Linked DNA regions of Mus musculus: regions 1 and 2 are each linked to region 3. A link is a contact called in public HiChIP or PLAC-seq data. All regions are on one chromosome and are shown on one strand. The core of a region is the stretch at or near the end of the contact, and the rest is flanking DNA. Distances in the headings are between cores, read along the strand shown.

What was found. HiChIP or PLAC-seq counts read pairs in DNA pulled down with a chosen protein or histone mark.
Region 1: a contact with region 3 is called in an H3K4me3 HiChIP or PLAC-seq map of embryonic basal ganglia, with 2.5 times the contacts expected there. The contact joins two enhancer-like sites. A contact is called at or near these places in 7 of 484 Hi-C or Micro-C datasets (LSK cells, embryonic stem cells, forebrain neurons and 3 more) and 8 of 115 datasets of contacts at active chromatin or transcription factors (astrocytes, embryonic basal ganglia, embryonic forebrain and 3 more).
Region 2: a contact with region 3 is called in an H3K4me3 HiChIP or PLAC-seq map of embryonic basal ganglia, with 2.7 times the contacts expected there. The contact joins two enhancer-like sites. A contact is called at or near these places in 2 of 115 datasets of contacts at active chromatin or transcription factors (embryonic basal ganglia and embryonic stem cells) and 1 of 9 other capture datasets (embryonic stem cells).

The regions. Positions count from the first base shown.
Region 1 is chr12:117,052,764-117,056,835 of GRCm38.p6, forward strand. The region is part of intron 12 of Ptprn2 (protein tyrosine phosphatase, receptor type, N polypeptide 2); the gene reads left to right. Among named protein-coding and RNA genes, the nearest start is that of Gm10421, 96 kb to the right of the region's middle. Within about 2 kb of position 1,273, at least 69 of the 459 cell types and tissues checked have an H3K27ac peak or open chromatin away from gene starts, as enhancers often do. A contact at or near this core is called in embryonic basal ganglia, where this site is marked.
Region 2 is chr12:116,935,578-116,940,070 of GRCm38.p6, forward strand. All of the region lies in intron 11 of Ptprn2 (protein tyrosine phosphatase, receptor type, N polypeptide 2), which reads left to right. Among named protein-coding and RNA genes, the nearest start is that of Gm31336, 180 kb to the left of the region's middle. Within about 2 kb of position 2,829, at least 15 of the 459 cell types and tissues checked have an H3K27ac peak or open chromatin away from gene starts, as enhancers often do. A contact at or near this core is called in embryonic basal ganglia, where this site is marked.
Region 3 is chr12:117,312,773-117,317,298 of GRCm38.p6, forward strand. The region is part of intron 1 of Gm5441 (predicted gene 5441); the gene reads right to left. Among named protein-coding and RNA genes, the nearest start is that of Gm5441, 22 kb to the right of the region's middle. Within about 2 kb of position 2,454, at least 8 of the 459 cell types and tissues checked have an H3K27ac peak or open chromatin away from gene starts, as enhancers often do. A contact at or near this core is called in embryonic basal ganglia, where this site is marked.

The DNA.
Region 1 (4,072 bases), core at 23-2,522, 260 kb before region 3:
ACATAGGATATAGTCACCAGGATAAAAGAGGACTGTGGTGACCTGTGTGGGGGACTCCTGGTGCAGAGACATAGGACCTAGAAAAAAACACCTGGTGGTTCTTCATCACAGGCCCTACTTATCAACAAGTTAACCTCCCTGCAACAGCCTTCAAACTGTGTGTGTTAAGCAACAACTGCTTATTATTCAGTGTAGCTTTCCAAAGAAAACCAGGGTATTGCAGATGTAAATATGTGTTCATTAGTTGTTCCCACAGCCACCTCAGTGAGCAATCCCCAACTGTCACATATACACGCATGGCCATACCTCCCAAGGGACCCATAGCCAGTGACAAGGAAGAACAGAGCTTAGAGAGAGGCATGCTAGGATCCCTTTGCATGAGGGGAGTTCGGTGTGGCCCATGTGCTAGAGAAGGTGGCAAAGACACCAAGCCAGGGAGTCCATATGCAGGCGCTGAAGGCCATCCAAGGAAGCCGTGCAAGGCCCTAGTGGCCACCATTGCGCTGTTTCCTTGTAATTATACACACCTCGTGTGCTTGCTTTTGAAGACATTAATTGCATGATTAGTTTTATGATTTCTTCTGATTACCAATTAAGTTACCTTTCTTATTTCATACATACCATTAGACCGTACAGTGGTGCTTTTTTAATTTCTCACTTAGCAGGGGTTCTCACACATCTGAAGGCTACATTACCCTCTCAATAAACAGAGAGGGTTTAATTTTCTGTGCAAGTATTGGTGTGGACTTGGCAGGATGATGTTTCAGATTTTATGCTATCAAGAGTGACATTTAATTTTATAGGGGGGTGGAAATCTTGGTTGTCACTGTCACAGCAATGTTCACAGAGCATGAGCTGAGAAACGTGTAGAGACCAGAGCCCGTGGTCCCACACTCCTGGCCTGCGTACAGTTGTCATGTTTCCTTTCTCTGAGGAGTCCATCTCTAGTCCTTCTCCCTTTATTTGCATTGGTTAATATGTCTGATTCTCCTAAGCTAGGCCCACAAAGGCCTTTGTGCAGGGCACTCTCCTGAGGTTGGTACATTCAGGCAGGCGTCTGTACAAACTGTTTTCCTTACACACGATTCGCACAGGAGTTTGTGCAGTGAATTCTCCTCCTCGGCGGGGTTGAGAAGGTGAGAAGCTGCAGCTGTACGGCATAGAGTGAGCGCCCCACATCGCCTGCAAAGAAAAATCCAAATGTAATCAACAGACGGTCAGGTGGAGGAGACTAATTGGATTGCTCTGAAATGACTCCATAAACCGGGAATGTGTGGGTGGAGGCAGGGTTTACCCATGTGATTCAGCGGTCCCGATTCACAGCGGCACACACAAAGGGGCTGCGAAAATGCTGTTTATAATATTGTGTATGGGTTGGAGACCCGCAGGTTGATTTAAAATGTATGTATAGTTCCAGGGCTCTGACAGCCAGGCCGCCCTGGAGGGGGAGCCGCTGGGAGGTCTAAGATACTTTTAATTGGATGTGGCTATAGAAAGAGAAAGTTCCAATTTCGATGTTGATCCTTGAAGTATTAGCTCGACAAAGCTTTGCATTGTGGTGCACAGAGAAAGGAAGGAGGACGAAAGGGGTGGGGGACACACTGTCCCTGCAGTACCATATGCTCTTCTGCGGGCCCACGAGGGCTACACACTTTCCTAGGGAAAAGTGAAAACCTGGGATGTTCCCACCACACACAGGGAGGGTACCCTAGTACCTCAACGCTATGATTTTTTTTCATAAATTGTACAAAAAATCATCACAGGGTTCCTGGGCACTCTTTATTTACCCCAGGCATGGGTGTTTAGCCACTCTGGCTCTTTCTAAATTCTGCTCCTTGTATTGTCTCTGCTCCTGAATTATGTATGAGCCTGAGTCTGTCAGTCCCTGAGCACAAAGACCACACTGGGCCTCTGGCACCCCTCAGTCTCAGTAATTACTGCTCCTTAAGGGCCAGTGTCCCTGCCCCAGTGTATTTTTGTGTATTTTTTAAAGACTAATTTAGGATTTCTTTAGGGGAGTTTTTCAGAGTCATCGTGTGTGGGGTGGGAGTGGGGAGGGCTCATTACCAGTGTTTCATGTAAGCCAAAATACAATATTATAAGTTAAAATTTAAAACTATTAAGAACAACAACAACAATAACAACAACAACAAAAAAAAGAGTTGGTAACATGAGTGGGTGCTGAAGAAGACCCACAGTGTAGTGCTCTGACTTCCCATCAAGCCCTCGGGTGGGGGTGGGCAGCTTGATCGGCTTGCCATCAGCTTCACCGTGGGCAGGGGGAAGGCGTGAAGGCAGGTGCCAGGGGTCCCACTCCAGGAGCTAGCTCTCCAACACCCGAATCTCTGTCCTGCAAGCATGTTGGTGTCAGTGGCCAATAGTGCTTGTGATGTTCCCTAGTAGCACATGGGAGGGACCTCCATGTAGGGTGGGCTCAACCAGCAAGGTCAGTTAGGAGGAGCAGTAGTTCCCCCTCACTCACACATGTCACCGGGAGACCCAAGCAGGCTGTGTACTGAGCCAGGGGCCTTTACCAGGGAACTTCCAGATGCTTGCCCTGGCTGCTCCCAGGAGAGTCCTGGTCTAGTGCTTCATTGGAAGGAAAACTGCTGGTTCCCAGTGGGGCCTGTGATGGGGACTTCTTCCAGGATCCGTGGTCTTTGGATGTGAATATCACTGCCAACAGTGTTCCTTCTAGCAGCTGCTTCCCAAGCTGGAACTCGGAGGGGCAAGGTGACTCTGGGCACACGGGAGTGGAGCATGGCCCCCTCTTTCAGTCCTTCGGAGCCAGGTGGTTCCACCTAGAACACTTGTTTATCCTGATCACTGCAGTTCTTATTTAGTGTACTGTGATGGGAGGGATAAACCATCACACCTTGCCTTCCCATTGGCTCGTCACATCAATACCCTTAAGTTCTACGTCAGACGATGCTCTACGGGGTCCATCTGTACAGTGTTCCTTCTGCAATTTGCTGTGCAAGCCAGGTGTCATTGGGTGGAAACTATGCCGAAGGGCAAGCAAGCATCCTACCACTGCCCCCATTCTTCTGACCTCGTGGTTGGTTCTTGGGCTGCGTCTTGTCCTCGTCTACACAGTTCTGACTGCCCCACCTCCACTGTTTCCGGCCCTTCCCTCATTATTTTCGAAGAGCTGAGCGAGTCAGGCTGATATGGCCACTGGTTCTGCTCTGTTGCCCCCAGTGTGGATTTTAACTCTGCTTTTGTAGCTTTAATTTCCTTACTCTTTCTTCATCTCCCCCAGTTCCTGCTCTTTGCCTTCATAACTTGATAACAGCCTAGCTTTTATTAAGCTGCTGTTTCTCATCGCACTGTGTCTTGGCTCCCACATTACTAACTCTGTCCCTGCGCCTTCTTTGGGCCGCGCAGGCAGCCAACCTCTTCTGGCCGTGTTTGTGAATATGTTCGCGAGGCTATTGCTTCAAAGCATGGGATACTGTGGCCTTTCCTGCCTTACAAATAGTCTCCCCAGATGCCCAGTAGATGGTTTTTAATCTTTTCTCTTTACTCAAGTCAAGAAGCCCCACACAGCTTCTTATTCTGACACAAGATGAGAAATGTGTTAGTCCCCTGGCTCAGGTCCCTGTCCACTCCTCTGTCAGAAGGATTCTCTTCCAGACACATGGCTCATGCATGGAGCAGGGAGATGGTTGATGCGCTCAGCCGAGGACAATCCCTGGATTCTGATGTATGTTTTAGACAGCTTTAGTGAAGTATAATTGATCTGTGATAAAATAGCCAATTAGATGCATTTAAAATATATTACATTTTCAACTAACTCATGGGGGTGGGCCATGATATACAAATGAAAGTCATAGGACAATTTGCAGGGACCAAACCATCTTACCCATCATTGTTGGATGCATTTTTGACAACTGTAATTGGGTTGGCAACCACCATGATGGAGACGGATGATAGCATTTGTTGTCCCAAAATGCCCCCGTGACCTCATCTATATCAGATCCAGTCCCTTTGAAGCCAGCACCCACAGATCTGCTTTCTGAGACTGTGGCCTCACCAATGTCTCCTGTGAATGGAAACAATGAAACTCACA
Region 2 (4,493 bases), core at 1,579-4,078, 380 kb before region 3:
CAGCTGATGCTATGTGTGACCACCAATGATGTTACCATGCTAGTATCAAACTTCAGTAGAGCCAGATCTTTCAATTTTAAAATGACAAACAAATCTACAGATATTTTATAAGAAGACTTCTAATCTTCAACTATCAAAAATAATTTCAAAACATTTTTAAAGTGTATTTTAATCTAGTAATAATTGTGAGCTTTAAAATATCATCACTTGCTATTATAAATAAGGCTGAAAGAACCCAGATGTCTCTCAACAGAGGAATGGATACAGAAAATGTGGTACATTTACACAATGGAGTACTACTCAGCTATTAAAAACAATAAATTCATGAAATTCTTAGACAAATGGATGGATCTGGAGGATATCATCCTAAGTGAGGTAACACAATCACAAAAAAAAAAAAAAAAAAAACCACGCATGGTATGCTCTCAGTGATAAGTGGATATTAGCCCAGGAGCTCAGAATATCCAAGATACAATTTGCAAAACACATGAAACTCAGAAGAAGGAAGACCAAAGTGTGGATACTTTGATACTTCTTAGAAGGGGGAGCAAAATACCCATGGAAGGAGTTGCAGAGACAAAGTTCAGACAGGGACTGAGGCATGAACTTCCAAAAACTGCCCCACCTGGGGATCCATCCCATAAACAACCACCAAACCCAGACATTGCAGATGCCAACAAGAGCTTGCTGACAGAGCCTGATATAGCTGTCTTCCAAGAGGTTCTGCCAGTGCCTGACTAATATAGAAGTGGATGCTCACAGTCATCCATTAGACAGAGCACAGGGTCCCCAATGAAGGAGCTAGAGAAAGTACCCAAGGAGCTGAAGGGGTTTGTAGCCCCCTAGGAGGAACAACAATATGAACTAACCAGTAACCCCAGAGCTCCCTGGGACTAAACCACCAATCAAAGCAAACACAGCGTGGGACTCTTGGCTCTAGTTGCATATGTAGCAGAGGATGGCCTAGTCGGTCATCAGTGGGAGGAAAGGCCCTTGTTCTCGCGAAGGTTCTATGCACTAGTATAGGGAATGCCAGGGCCAGGAAGCAGGAGTGGGTGGGTTGGTGAGCAGGGGGAGGGTGGAGAGGATAGAGGATTTTCAGAGGGAAAACTAGGAAAGGAGATAACATTTGAAATGTAACTAAAGAAAATATCTAATAAAAAAGAAAAAAATCATAACTTTATCTTTGCTTCACCAAATTAAGCTAACTTTTTTTAACCACGATTCCTTATATAGATTAGCTTCTGAGAAGCTATTTCACCCTAAGTAAGGATGAAATTATCTCTCCCATCTCTGAACTCACAGACACATCACTAATATGTGTGCTCACAATTTGACAAATATGTCCCTTCTTTATTTTTTCTGTGCATGTATATATGCTGTATGTGTGTCATATAAACTTTAACTACTATTCTCCTTGCCTCTTAACACAGACCACATAGCTCAATGTCAAATACACACGTGGTGCTTAATGCGGTATCTCATTACTTGCTTAATAAATGCTTACAAAATGTAAAGAAAAAAATTAGGCTTTCTCCTTTGATTGTAACTGCTAACCAGCTCACAGGCCAGTGAGTGATACTCCCAGGCAGGTGTTCCTGGGTACTATAAGAAATGAGGCTGAGCAAGCCATTCATAGCAAGGCTGTAAGAAGCGTTTTCTTTTCCCCATGGCTTCTGCTTCAATTCCTGCCTCCATGTTCCTGCCTTGAGGTCCTACCCAGTCTTCCCTCAGCAACAGAGTGTAGCCTGAGAGTTTTAAGATGAAACACACCCTTTCCTCTCCAAGCTGCTCTTGGTCATTGTGTTTTATCACAGCAATAGAAATCCTAAGTCAGATAAGGATATTAAGTAATTATCTATAATGGCCTTCCAGCCAGTTAAGAATGACATATCTCCCAGACTCAGGGACAGAGATCTGAAGTTGCACCTCCTAGTTTTATAAGCTCTTATGAGGCAACAGTCCATCCTCATTGACCTCTATGTGCACTTTTGTCTGACTAGCTACCTAACAGGAGCAGAGGACGGAGCTGTGCAAATATCCTGCCTCATCATACCTCTGGCATTCCACGTATAGAGGGCTGCTCCCTGTCTTTCAAGGCAAGAGGACCATAGATATCCCCTATGTCTCTCCAGAGGACTTCTAGAACGTCCTCTGTGATCTTATCATATGGGAAAGCCAACCTTTGCTAATTACCATGGCTCTTTCTTCTTTAACAAGCTTATTCGCACTGGGTCTTGCTTTTCAGAATATACACGCATTCATTCACAAATGCACTTCCCTATAATTTTATAGAAAAGAAAAGTCCTTCCTGAGGCACTACCCTGCCCTTTGCTGTGGTGTTTGTTAACAGTATTAATCCAATTTGAATGAAAATTATCCTTTATATTGCTTCCCATATATACACATTTTTCTCTTTAAAATGGGAAGGTTATCCCAAATGCTATGTTTTTCTTTGCTGCAAGGACCAAGGGGGCTGTTTTAATACAGATTAGTGGAAGTGCAAGGCAGAGCGCTGTAGGTGGTGGAACCAGTTATCATTTGTGTGATTAGTTTCACCTTGTAGCTGTGTCTCTGAAAATGCAATTAACAGTTTCATATTGAGTGCGGCTCGCTTTTATTCCTGCTGCATGGGGTGCAGCATTTACATCATAAAAAAAACTAATTGGTAAACACAGTCTTGCCAGCTCTGCTGGACCCACCCAGTTCTTCTCAGTTAATTGGCTCAGTTTCAAAACACACACACACACACACACACACACACACACACACACTGGATAGGATTTCAAAGGGTGCCATGGATTAGAGAGCTGGCAAGCACTTGTGCTCACAAACCCAAACCGACTCCAAGGAGACTCAGGAAAAAAAAAATATTTCAAATTAATGCTGATTGCAGCAATGTGCTTGTCCAATTGTTGCCATGGAAACCATTTCATCTGCTAATCTGAGTGTTTGTGTGTGTGTGTGTGTGTGTGTGTGTGTGTGTGTGTGTGTGTGTTGGGACTCTCTAATGACCTTCACAGAGGAAGTCAGACCTGTGCTCCCTTAGTGCTTCATCCAGAAGAAACAGTCCTTAATGTCCTGCCAGCATCCACAGCTCAGCCTCCCCATCCCCAAACCACTCCAGCCTGTCTACCAGTTCCACTTGTGGAATGTTCAAACACATATAGCCCTGCCCCATAAAATGCCTGCTGAGGAAGAGTGGAGACAGCCTATCACTGGGTTGTGATATTGGCACAGATTTTCTCTCCTGGAAAGTTGGGTGCTGATCTAAAGAGTATCAGAAAAGAGTGGAACAGAAAGCAACATGAAGTCTCAGTCCTAGCAGACAAAAAGCCAGGCTTTCCTATCTATGTACAGAGGGTGAGCCAAGGATGCACTCTCAAGACCATGTGATAACATCCTCCATCCCAAGGATGCACTCTCAAGACCATGTGATAACATCCTCCATCCCAAGGATGCACTCTCAAGACCATGTGATAGCATCCTCCATCTTCACAGTTGCCTCTGTCCCTGAGGTGAGGATGACTGAACCCTCTAGTAACATAACTGAGGCTGATCAGCTGAAACCCCTCTCCCTACCACCAGCCCCTCTGCCCTGGACTCTTTGTTTACATCGTCCTAATTAGCAGGATCTAACAAGGATTAAGGGTTATGCCCCTTGAGTTTGACCATATAAATTGCTAGACTACAATAGACATGATCCTCAAATTTTCTTCTAGTAGCAAAATTAGTTCCCTAGTAAAGATTTGTCTGTAATTGAAAAAATTAAGGGTTGGGGGTGTGCAAAACACAGCTCTCACCTCAAAGGACATGGGATTGTTTATTCCAGAGCCAAACACAAGTGACCATGTCCTAGTAAAACATTGATTACCAAAAACTCCATGTTTCTAACATGGTGATGGTGTCAAGTTTTCTTTAGCAACAAACCCAAGAAACTCATAAATCGATACTCTTCAAATATTTTTGTGGAAATACCAAGTAAGAGGGGTGCAGAAAGGTAAGAGTATCTTAGCTGCAGGCATCAGATGCTAACTGGTCTCCTTAGCTTTCACTTGGCGGAGCTAGGGTCCTAGTACATCCCAAAAGACTTCCCTCATAATCACGAGGGCATAATACACACACGGCTAGTCACTTTTCTATTGCTGTGATCATACACTATGAACCATGACACTTACAGGAGGAGGGGCTTATTTTGAACTTATGCCAACCAGAGGAAGGAGAGGGTCCATGCAGACAGCACTTCAGACAAGCTACCACACATGCAGAAGAGGCCAATCTGTGAAAGGAGCTAAAGATAGCCCAAGGTAAATTATAACTGGGCTTTAGACCAGCACCATCCCAAATCTCTCTGCAATTGTTGAAACTCTAATCACTCAATCAGCCTTTCAGAAGGGTCACAGATAGAAAAAGGAAAAGAATACAAAACAGAAAAACCACAAAAATTAAAAAAACAAAACAGTTTGGTCACATGGTCACCTCTCCCAAAGAGG
Region 3 (4,526 bases), core at 1,204-3,703:
TCAGGGTTAAGGCTGAGACCCTGCCCTGCCAACAGTCTAGGGGGTAAAGAAGGATGGGAAACAGGGTTATAGAGAAACTGTGATGGTCAGATCAAGTCCCAATGGCTGCTCAACATGTTTTGCTGGTACACAGCTATGAGGAACAGACATTGCTATCCTGCCCTTCCTACAACTATTCTGCCATAAAATGGCAATGGGGAGAAAGTCTAGAAAGAGATGACTCAGCCAGCACACTCTTGTCTTGAAACTGCAAGGACCTGAGTTTGACTTAGAACCCATGCCAGGCATGATTGCACATTTGTAATCTCAGTACTGGGAAGACAGAGGCAGGAGGATTCCTAGAACTCCCTGAGCAGCAGCCTAGCCTAACTGGTAAGCTCCAGGCCAATGAGAGACACTGTCTTAAAGAAAACAGGTGGAATTCCTTAGGATGATACCTAGGGTTGTCCTTCAGCCTCCACATGAACATACATATGTGCACCTTCATACATATGAACATACACACCCATAAGCATGCAAGTGCACATGCCCACATGTGCACACACAATAAATTAAATTTAGTTAGGCATTAAAAGGGGAGAAAGATGGCAACAGAAGTATTGTCCCAAGTTCTAGAAAATTCTAAGAGACACCAGTATAACCTCACAACCTTCTTCTACTCCCTTTCAAGCTGGGGAATGGGTGTCCCACTTGCACTGTGAGCACATGCCCACACTTGAGATGCAGGCCCAGTGCTTTCTTCCACTTCCTCAGCTCTGCTCAAGGCTAGGATCATTTGGACAACTCTGACTAATCCCAAGGTCCTCTAGACTTATGGGACGATGGGGTGTCCTCCTAAGGTGGTTGTGCCCCCAGAGTGTATCACCTGAGTGTTTTACCTATTTCCTTTACCTGTGGTTGCAGTCCTGCTGAAGGAAGTTTGTCACTGGGGACAGACATTGAGATTAACAAGTCTTGCATTTATAGTTTCTTCTCTCTGCTCCATGACTGTGATTTAAGATGTAAGCTCTCAGCTTCCCATTCCTGGCTCCTTTGTCTCTTCACAAATACTGCTATCATCTGAGCACCAAGGATTCAAACACGTGATTCTGTGGTGCCATTTTATATTCCGGGCACAACAACCTCTGTGCTCAGCATAAGACACTGCAGACTTTGCTGTGTGAAACACATTTATAGGTAACAACAGCCACTCTTGCATCTGGAGGCTTGGCCCTTCCCAGAGTGCTTAGGGGTCAGGAAGCACATGGAGAAGACAGTGTGTTATGCAGCACCAAGGCTGGGATTCCACAGAGAGTAAAAGAAAAGAGGGAACCAGAAAGGAAAAGAGCTGTGGACTCAGGCTGCTCCTGTCGTCAAAGCCAACATCCTGGACTGGAAGACTCCCTTGTAGTGTGAGAGTTATGCCAATGTTATGAGCATCTCATCTCCCTAAAGACCTGTTCCTACTGGGTTCAGGATTTAGGAAAATAAATCATCATATTACATATTATTGTCTTGTCCAGTTACTGCCACAGCTTTGTCACAGGGTGATTTTACAGATGGGGCCAAGGCAGAATGCAGCTGGGCTGGAAAACAGATAGACTTCCTGCCTGGAAGGGAAGCAGAGTATCCTGTGGCCACAGTACTCATGCACCCATTGGAATCTGTGATGGTTAATTTTGATTATCAGCCAGACAGAATCATCTAGACCAAAAACCTTTGGACATGTCTGGGGGGGTAGAGGTCCTACATTGGGTCAGGGGTAGGAAGACTCAACCTGAATGGGGGCAGCACCAACTTGTGGACTGGGGTCCCAGACTGAATAAAAAGCAAGCTGAGTACCAGCATCCATCGCTCTTTGCTTCCTGGCTGTGGAAGTCATGTGACCAGCCAGATGCCTCACACTTCTACCAACATGCCCCTCCTGCCATGCTGGCTACACCCTCAAATGATAAGCCAAATGAACCTCGCCTTCCTTAGTTGCTTTGTCAAGCATTTTGTCCCAACTACAAGGAAAGCAAACAATACAGAAGCTGATCTTGGTAGACCTTGTAGGGCGATGAGTCCCCCCATTGCACCCCTCATTGCATCCAAGTGCATGTGCCTGAGAATTATGAGGCTACAGTTGGTTGGGAGTCCTCCCTGGTCTGGGTTTGCCCATGCACTACCCAGTGACTGTCCACTATTGAACTCTGTTCTGCATAGTCAGAAGTGGCCGGGACACATGGTTTCCTGAGGAATAAAGCTGTACCCATCAGTAGACATTGCCACACACACAGTTATCACAGACGCACCCTCCTGGTTGCTCAGACTCAGTGGTATTCCTGGACAGCCTCCACCAGAAGACAGCCTGCCTGCTGCAGACAAGCACAATACACTCCAAGCCCCTTCCCCCAACCCAGCATGGTGTAACATTCACCTCCTAATTGGCAGCCTGACAGGAATTCATCCTTCCACTGAGACCATTGAGTGGAGGCTTGAAGGGCCAGATCTCACATGGCCACAGCTGAGAACCACTGGGGCTTGCCCTGGGCCTGCTCAGTATTCATGAAATAACACAGTTCCTCACGGCTCCTTGGAGGCTCTGAAAGCAAAAGGACTTTGTCCTTGGATTTAAAGTGAGCAGGGAAGTCCTGGGTACAATACAGGGCTGTGAGGTAGCTTCAGCTAAGGCACTTCGGGAGGAGGAAGAGGGGATGCAATGAGGAGTAATCCAGCTTCCTCCTCATCCCCAGTGGGGAATGTCAGGTGAGTGCAGGTAGTGTGTGAAGCTGCAGCTCTACCCACACCAGACATCCCCCACAAGCTTTCTCCCTGCTAAGACTCTGGCTCCTGGTTAACATTATGGATCTGGGGGTTTCTGGGGATACTACAGAGATTCCATTTTCCTATCTCATGGTTGGTGCCTCAGAAGGGTGAGAAGAGAGGAAAGGGGCAGACTGCTAGTCATGTGGGAAATGGCAGAAAAGGGAGACCCTGCAGAGGAATCCCCATGGTCAGAGACAGAACCACTCTTCAGAATGAGCTTGCTGTGAAGAAGCTACTGTGCTCTGCAGAGGAAGGAGCCCCGTGGCACTTATACAGTCCTACTGCGCCTAGGCCCCTCAAGTCAAACTGGGAAGTCACTCCTTTCTTAGAGACAGCCAATGACAAGAAAGCCTGGAACAGCAGGCACAGGAGGTGGAATTGGCTGCTGAGGACAGACACCAACAACGTCACTAGCCTCATGTCAGCTCAGGCACAGCACCCAACACAGACCCTGGAAAAGGAATTTCTCCTGCCACAGCAGACTAAACTGGAACATGGAATAGGAGACCAATGTGGTCTTGCCACATGGTCCTGAGATTGACTCACAGTGTCACCCTTGTGGCCAAAGACCTGAGCTCCTGTTGATCATGACATCACGACATCACCAGGGTAAACAATGCTGTCATATCTACAAGGAGATGGAAGTATTGACCCAGAGGCCTTTGCACACTCATGCACAGATGTAAGCATGGGAATGTCCACACAGACACACACGTGATGTGCGCAGACACAGAAGATTTGTAGCAGGATTGGAAGGGAAGGGTACACTAAGTCACCCTATCCTCACTTGGGTGCCTGCTGGGATGAACACCAGGGTACACAACTGGACTGCTTAGAGACAGGTATAGAAAAAATACCAAGCAGACAGAATGAGAGAAGGCAGACCTATGAAGAAATCAGGGTGTGTGTGTGTGTGTGGGGGGGGGGGGTTGTTCAACAAAGGCACAAGGAAAGAATTAAAGAAATCCCCACTTTCTCCATCCCACCCCCCAAAACTCCATTCTGCCCCTAATAAGACTCCTTCCCTCTTCTCTATCCTTAACTACAAAAACCCCAGCACTCAGAAGCTGAGGCAGGCAGATCTCTAAGTTCAAGGACAACCTGGTCTACAGAATGGGTTCCAGGACAGCCAGGACTACACTGAGAAACTCTGTCTTGAAACAAACAAACAAAAAATTAAAAATGTAAGATTTTACTACAGGAAACAAATATTAAAACAGATTAAAATAAAAACCATGGGGTAAAGCCAGGCATGGTGGCACATGCCTTTAATCCCAGCACGTAGGAGGCAGAGGCAGGCAGACTAAACATGGGGTAGGGCAGTATTTGCAATAAATGTTACAATACATGATTAATTAGATTGCAATCTAATAAAAAAGTTAAATATATTCATTTCTGTTTTTGTTTGCTTGTTTTCATTCTAGGGAACTTAAGGTCTCTGTCAGAACTTCATGAACGTACTACATTCATACATGCAAGTAAAGTACTCAAACACATAAAACAATGTTTGAGTATGTTTTAAAGTGTCTAACTAAATACCTGAGGTAATGTCATCCTGTCCCAACATTACTTTGTTTCTGCCTGATCCCTTTGTAGTCTTCCACCTTCAGCAGCCACATTCACTTTAGGGACACTCTGGGTCAGTCCATGAACTCTACCATGGTCCAAACATGTTATATTGTATCTGGAAGATACCACTGAGCCTTGTAAAGAGAGCTGATGTTCTTAGGCAACTCAAT